Regions from separate parts of the Gossypium hirsutum genome. Here region 2 is linked to region 1. A link is a contact called in public Hi-C data. All regions are on one chromosome and are shown on one strand. Each heading gives the region's core, a stretch centred on a gene start, on an enhancer-like site or on the middle of the called end of the contact. The rest is flanking DNA. Distances are from core to core; before and after follow the strand shown.

Region 1 (4,114 bases), core at 692-3,191:
ATTTTAACAGTACCAATACCAATTACCTTACTAGGTGAATCGTTTCTCATGCACACAACTCCACCTTCAACCGAACTGTATGTGGAGAACCATTCTCTATTGGGACACATGTGGAAAGAACATCCCGAATCTAGGATCCACTCAAACGTGAGCTTAGATTTATCGCTCGTTGATACTAATAAGAAATCATCACCACTTTCATCGGCCAACTTAGCACCAGCTACATCTTCCTCGTTACTCTCAGCAACTCTTTTATTTCGCAGTTTATAACAATCTACTTTAATATGACCTATTTACAATAGCGACACCTTTTGTCTTATTTCTTTGATGCTACCAAGACGGAAGCTTGCTTGTCTGTCTTGCTATCCAAACCAAACTAATTGTCGAGTTTGTCTCTATTCAACAAATGACCCTTCACATCTTCGAACGAGAGTTTGTCTCTACCATAAATCAAGGTCTCCTTGAAAGACTTATATGAAGGGGGTAAAGAGCACAATAATAGCATAGCCTAATCTTCATCGTCAATATAAACCTCAATATTCTTTAAATCATTTTAAAAAGTAATGAATTAACTAATGTGATCTCTAAGAAGTTCACATTCGTTCATGCGAAACGTAAATAAACGTTGTTTCAACACTAATTGGTTAGCTAGAGACTTAGTCACATAAAGAGTTTCTAACCTTTTCCACAAGGTGGATGAGGTCTTCTCCACCAATACCTCCTACAATACCGTATTCACAAGGCACAACTAGATTGCAGAAAGGCCTTTTCATCAAGCTCTTCCCATTCAGTTTGATTTAAATTCTCAGGCTTTTTTTTCCAGTAACAACCTTTTTCAAGTCGGTTTGAACTAGAATTGCCATCATCTGAACTTGCCATAAATTGAAATTTGTCTCACCATCAAACTTCTCAATTTCAAACCTTGTTGCTGCCATCTCTGAACAGGCTGATCTATGAAAATTGAACTAGCTCTGATACCACTTGTTAGGATCGACCCGATTAAGCAACAAGTAAAAAAAATAGCTGAATAAATTGATAAATTGAACATACAAATTTAACGTAGAAAAACCCCTCCAAAGAGGATAAAAAACCACGGGCAAAGATAATTTTATTATAATGGCAAAAGAACGAAGAGTATAAAAGATGGAAATAAAAACTAAACCCTGAAAACCTGAAAACAAAGAACCCTCCAAACGTAAGCACAAAATTCTCTAAATGTGTTATGAGTTCTAATATCTAATGGGTGTATTTTCTAATATTGTAAAAGAGCCTATTTATAGGCTAAATTCATAGGTCAAATAATAATAAAATAATCTAAACTAATCAGTGTTTGATTAAAACAAATAAACAAAGTTTAACTAAAAGAATATTTTTCAAATTTGACTGAAATAAGAGTTATACTTAACATTCAATAATTCATTAATAAGGAAGTTTACCTTTAAATTGGGAAGCTATTAATCGTGAATATTTGACGGTCAAATTTTGAAATTAGAATTTGTATTTTGTAACGTGGATTTAGTATTTGTATTTTAATTTGATTTTTTTTTGAATTGGTTAATCTTAGTCTTAACCAAACTATAGCAGTTAAGTTTGTTTAGTTAAATTTTACTATTAGTATTATATTATGCGTAAAGTTATAGATTTAGTTTGTATTCTTTTTAGTTGAATCAATCTTAGTTGATATGTTTTTCGAATTTCAAAATTTCAGTCTTAATACAAATGACAATTATAATTTATTAATTGGTTTTTTCTGAGTAATATGGAAATAGTAAGTTGATATGACATTACACATATGATAATATATTTGAGGCATCAAATTTTGAAAATAGTATAACTTAATGAATTTAATAGTCACCATTTGGTTAAGACTAAAATTTTAAAATTCTAAAAGTAGAGGGATCGAAAATGACTAAATTAAAATATAAAGACTAAATTAAAATATAAGGGCTAAATCCACAACTTATGCATAATACAGATACTAATACTAAAATTTAACCATGAAAAAAACCAATATTGATTTAAAATACATAATATGAAATAATCAAGGACTACACTTGTAATACATCTAGAAAAAGAAAATTGAACTAAGAGGCCCGATACCAACCCTAGCACCCAAATTAACAATCAGTCACAGGCCCAAAAAAATCCAAAATTAAAAGTTCAACTCCATCCATTACAATCTATCACCCGAAAATGGCGTCTTCTTCGTGTTCGTTGGTCTCTATTCCCCCATCCTTAACTCCCGCCAAAATTCCAACCTCCACCATTCTTATCCTGCGAAACGCCGGCCTTATACTAAACCCGCCTTCTCCTCCTCTCTCTTTTCCAACCCTCTCTTCAAAACCCATCTCCGTAAAACCGTTCCTTAGCGTTCTCAGATCCTCGCATTCCCAAAAATACGTTTACCATGACCCTATCCCTAAGTTTGCTGAAGCCGTAAGTTTATACACTTGTATGTTTAGAAAAACGTATTATGGTTTTAAGCTCCAATGATAGATTTTCTTTTGATTATTTTTGTGGGTATTTGGTATAATAGGAGACCCAGAAGTTTAAAGCTGAGCTTTTCAACAAGTTACCCAAAGACAAAGACAAATTTGGTGATGACCTTGATTCTGTCATTGTCGTTTGCGTTGAGGTACTTTCCCTTTTTCTTTTTTCTTTTCTAGCAACGGCTAATTTCGATTAATTGTTAATATATTATGAATGGTTTTTGTTGAATTCAATGAGAGTTAAAGCATCACCTTCCAGCTCTATCCTTTATAAGCCCGACTCTTTTGCGTACACGAAAGCCCTGTAGCCAGCCGTTGCTTCCACCTTCGCTGTTTTTGTTACATGTTGCATATTCTTCACCGAACCTGCCAAAACTTGACATTGATAGTCTCGAACAATTATACTCAACACCACCTGTTCGACTGTTTGTTTGAACGGCTCCATCAAATTTAGTTTTGACTCTTCCCTCACTTGGCGGCTTCCAGCCCATGTTATTGCTATTCTGCTCCCTGATGCATTCTGATTGGTATTATGGTATCCCTCTTTGTATTTTCTGATAAAACTGCTGGTAGTTAGATTGGATTGACGGCCCTCGTGTAGCTTTGCGTTCCTAGTTCCAAAATCGCCCATGCTGTTATCATCCTCCATACTTCGATGACTTACTTGAAAGAATGTACCACTGAACAGAATTTTTTATTTTATTGGAGCCTTGTTTCATTCTCAAGAGTCAATACCCACGATTCATGGACGGAGTATCAAGTATGGTGGCTTAGTATTAATACATAATAAGATGGTTTCAGGTGTCAAAATTCATTCTTAGAAGACTTCAACAAACCCTAAGATGATCTTAGGATCTTGGAATGAGATAGGCCTACATGGTCTTTTGTATCGATGATGATAATCTCATTCCTTAGTATATCTTACATTTTACATCAAACAAATATGACACATTAATGTTAAAGTAAATCTTCAGAGTAATATGTTAGAGGATATCAGTAGAGCACAAGTGGCTTTACCACGCTTGATAACCTGAGAGGCTTCATCATGCTTGAAAGATGTTATTATTCTGTTGATGATAAAGCCGATGCAACATATGGTCCTAGAAGTGACATTATTTTGTGAACTGGGTATTATTAGTATGCAATGCTCTTTACTGTGAAAAACACAACCATCAATATTATCATTCACAGTAGCTGATTTCATCTGGCTTCCTTGTCATCACATCCAAATGGGTTTATACCGTTCCATTGTACACGATGTGATCAATGGTGATTGGTGATCATGTTCACTCACTAAGCCTCGCCTGTTAATCCCTGTAATCAGAGAATCATATAACAGTTTGAGAATAGTGGTTCACAGCCCTTTAGTCAAATCTTTCAATCCAAACAACATAATTTTAATTGCCTACTTTTGGTTGTTTATAGCTTTTATCAGCAATGATTTCTTCTAAATCGAACATTTTTGTCTCTTTAAGAGGCCTGCTTTTTGATTGAGCTGGAAATTGTTCAATAATTGACCCCAAAAGAATTATCTGGCACGAAAATAACAAATCACTCCTTGCCTGACAGCTCGTCATGTTCTTCCTTATGTGAATGTTTGGCCCAATGCAGGGATTTCTTTGAAT
Region 2 (4,114 bases), core at 702-3,201, 540 kb after region 1:
ATGCATGATCCCAATAAAGGAACACTAGGGATCCAATTCAGTAAGAATAATGATCCCACAGCATGTAGTTTCATCATAAATTTGAGTTATACAAACAATTCACAAACTTCAGAATTTATTCATCTATTTAGACTTATTTAATTATATAAACACAAAAACTATATATCTAAGTTCCAGAAATACATTCAATGTTCTAATAAATTGTATTTTATTCCTATTACCCCTAAATTAGGTTTCATATTAGTAGTGATTTAAGTTCTAATTATCATTCCTTGTCCAGACTGATCTGAGTTCCTGGTAACATCGTAATAGGGTAATACGCATGCAGTGCAGAGAGAAAAGAGTAACGACAGAATCTTTATCTAAAAAATTTGCAATGACTGGTTAAGACATCAAAATAACCTAAGAAGAATAAAAACTGAGTAGAAGCACGATAAGTTTACATTCCATTGAACTCGCCAAACGTCTATGATATATACAAAATATTCACAGTTTACAGCATTCCCAAGTTACCAAGTTGAAAATGTTATAATCCTCAAAATGATGTAAATGCTCTTAGTGAAAGATCTATTTGTTTCCAATTTATTTGAAGAAAAATGTAACAATATTTTATAAAATATTGGTAGAACATCTGCACCATTCATCTAAGTTCTAACTTACAAATATTTCTATAACCCGCATCTTTCAAATATATGAAATGGAAATGCATTTGAAATACATTAAAATGCTTGACAGATGAAACAACTTGCTCTAACTCTAACAAGACCATCAAAATAAAAAATTGCACTCAGCACTTGGACAATGGAGAATGTATGCCAACTCAGCTAAACGTGCACTGTCCTTTATGAGGCAGGTTCAGCAACAGGACTCACTGCCAACAGATGCAAATACCTCAACTTTTTCTATTAGTAACAAGCCTTGAAACATTCAGTAAGAAAAGATCACACTAAAAGAACAAAGCATTACCCAAACAAGGCAAACAATTTGAATTACTAATGCAAATGCAACAAAAATTAACAAAGCCAACCATTTGAATAATACTACGAGAAAGAAGAAACCCCCACTTACACAGAGATAAAGAACTAGACATCCGATAAAGGTTGCTATTAGCAGAGTCCAAAATTAGCAGCTCTCCACTGGGCAAAATCTCAACAGTGTGAGGTTCAACCCCAAGCTTACTTCCATCAAACACAGTCTCCACAGTGTATCCACCCTCAAACTTCATCATTGGACGGCCAGTAATTGCTATACATACATAAAATACCATGGAGATTACCACATCAGACGCTAATCTCAAAGCCAAAAAAAAAAAGAGGAAATGTGGGTTTTAATTCTAAATTCTAATAGTCGGAGATCTTAACCTGTTTTAGTGGTAGCTTTGAGTGACCATAACCATTTCATAGAAGCAGACACGGCATTAGAGAAAACCCCACTTACGATCTCTGCGGGAACAAAGAATCAAATTCATTTTCCATTAAAGCAAGGATTTATCTTAAATCTAGAAGCAGATCAAAATCAATGCGAGCTTTTTCATTTGTTAGGAAACTTACTTGCAGGTGAAGAAGTAGTAGGAGCTGAAGTGACACCTCCAAGAAGAAGCAAAAGAGCAATACCCAAGACCAACACATTTTTACCCATTGCCACTTTCACTCAAGCAAAAAAAAAAAAAAAAGAAAACCCAACAAAGAGCTCTTAGATATGTAAGGATATTCAAGCTTTACACATTGAGAAGAAATGCAAAACCCTATTCAGAATCTGGGTCTTTTGCAGGAAAGTGAATGAACACTTTGAGCTAGAGTAAAACAGTGTGCTTTTCAAATTTTTTTCCTAGTTTTTTTAATAACAATAGGAAAAGATGGTTCTTTTTCTTGGTTTCTTTTGAGACACCGTGAAGAGTAGAGTGGTGAGTAGAAGAAGAGGAAAGGGAAAGAGACAAGAAAAAGGGAGGAAAAGCAACAAGAAAATAATAATAATAATAATAAAGCAAAAGAGGTAAAGGGAACTCGCTGTGACAATGAAAGAGAGAGAAAATCAACGTGATGTGGTTATACCTGGATCTTCGTGTATTAGTACGGGATTAATGTATTTTCATGATTTATAATTATATTTAATATATATGTTAATATTTGATAGTATATACCTTTAAAAAAATATTTGATAGTATATAATTTTATATTATATCATGATTTATCATTTAAAGGAAATAAATTTATTAATAATGTACTTTAACCTAATGAGAAAACTTTCAACTTTTAAAAAGATATTAATCTCAAAAGGATTAATCATTGTAAATGGTAAGATGAAAATGAAAAATACATTAATTCAAAAAAATAAAGAAAATTTAATACATAAAAGTATATACTTTTATTATATCAAATATTAATTTTTAATATATTATATGTTTTTACTCTTTTTTAAGGAATATATTTTTACTTTTTTTATTAAAATACGCTTTTGTTGTAAATCTATTGATAAATAGATATCCATAATTCCCTTAAATATATTCTATCGTAACCCTTAAAGAATAAATGTCTATGACCCCTAAATTCATTATCTTATAACCCTTAAATCATTTATAGGGTATTTTAATGTTAGCTCTTAATGTTGGTCCTTACTGCTTTTTAATTTATGGTACTTGAAGCCCTATAAATATAGGGCATATACAAGCTTATTGTATCTTAAGTGAAAATTGAATCATTCTTTCATTTCTTTATTTTTTCTTTCTCTCTTAATCTTTACATTCTTCTTTTTAGTTTTATAATACGTTGTCAGCATGATCTTGCTCATAAATAAAAAATCTTATGTGTTGAAGATTACACTTATCCTCTATGATTTTTCATTTGAAGCTTTAGACGCAAGATGCAAAATTTTGAATGGAGTTTTTATTTTATGTTTCATATTTAGATTATTATTATTTTAATTCTTAATTAATTATGATTAATTTGTTTAATTTTTATATTTTAAGCATGTGAAAGTTTTGATCTCTATTTAGATCTTGATCAAATGCAATTTTGTGTCAACTTTTGTAGACTACTTGCAGTTTGCAACCTCTCCAACTCAGCCTAGACATTAAGCTCAAATTTGGATGATTATGTAACAACCCGCCTGATAAAACTTTAGGATACGTTTGGTTCACTATAATGGAATAAGGCTGTAATTGAATAGAGTTGTAATGAAATAGAGCTGTAATCAGTAGTTCAACTGTTTGGTTGAATGAAATGGAATAAAACTGTACTAGTATTATTGTGTTTGATTCAATGGAATGATGTTGTAATAGCATAAGGAAAAAAACTAAAATGATCAGAATACCCTTAGCAGAATTTTTGTTAGGTAGATGATTATTATTATTGTTATTAAATTTTAATATGATTATTATTGAAAATAATTTAATAAAAATAATAAATAATTTAACTATATTTTAACATAATTATTATTAAATATAATTTAATAACATTCTTAATATAATTATTATTATATGAATTTAAAAAATCAAAATATATACTACTATAAAAAATATATAATCTACTTTATTATTTTTAAATTGCAATACATATTTAATGTGCTAAAATATCATTAGTGAAACAAATAATTTAATTATTCTACAATAAAAAACAAAATATTAGAAGTAATAAATAACTTGAGAATTATATTTCACATCCAAGCATAATATTCATATATTAACAAAAAGTTACAAGCCAAAAGTTTTAAGAACCAAGTCGATAGTCAAATTGATTTTACCACTAATTTATCAATGAATTAATTAATTAAATTATTAAAAAATTATAAAAATAATATTTATAAAAATTAAAAACCGATTAACTAGTTTTTTAACCTAATTCAACAATTTATACAAATACATAAGGCAACTAATTTGATGTCTTTTCCAACTTGATACCTAACCTAAGGCAACCAATTTGATGTCTTTTCTAACTTGATACCCAACCAATTCCTGATTAAACCAACCAATTTGATCAAATCCAAACATCCATGATGGACCAATTTGATCAAATCCAAACAAATTCATGAATTTATTTGATAATCAAACCCGAAAATAGTTGAAGAAAATAAAATCTCAAATCATTCTAGTAATTAGTTATTGTAGACATGATCCAAT

What was found. A called contact is a pair of places that touch in the nucleus more often than the background predicts.
Region 2: a contact with region 1 is called in a Hi-C map of leaf, with 4 times the contacts expected there. The contact joins the promoter of LOC107960332 here to the promoter of LOC107959973 in region 1. A contact is called at or near these places in 4 of 34 Hi-C or Micro-C datasets (cotyledon, leaf and seedling).

Annotation. Positions count from the first base shown.
Region 1 is chrA05:74,813,300-74,817,413 of Gossypium_hirsutum_v2.1, forward strand. It overlaps LOC107959973 (protein PLASTID REDOX INSENSITIVE 2, chloroplastic), which reads left to right and starts at 1,942. Exons shown (of 4, transcript XM_016896163.2): 1 at 1,942-2,436; 2 at 2,537-2,635. The coding sequence starts at 2,194.
Region 2 is chrA05:75,353,043-75,357,156 of Gossypium_hirsutum_v2.1, forward strand. It overlaps LOC107960332, which reads right to left and starts at 1,952. Exons shown (of 7, transcript XM_016896662.2): 1 at 1,551-1,952; 2 at 1,362-1,442; 3 at 1,069-1,245. The coding sequence starts at 1,638.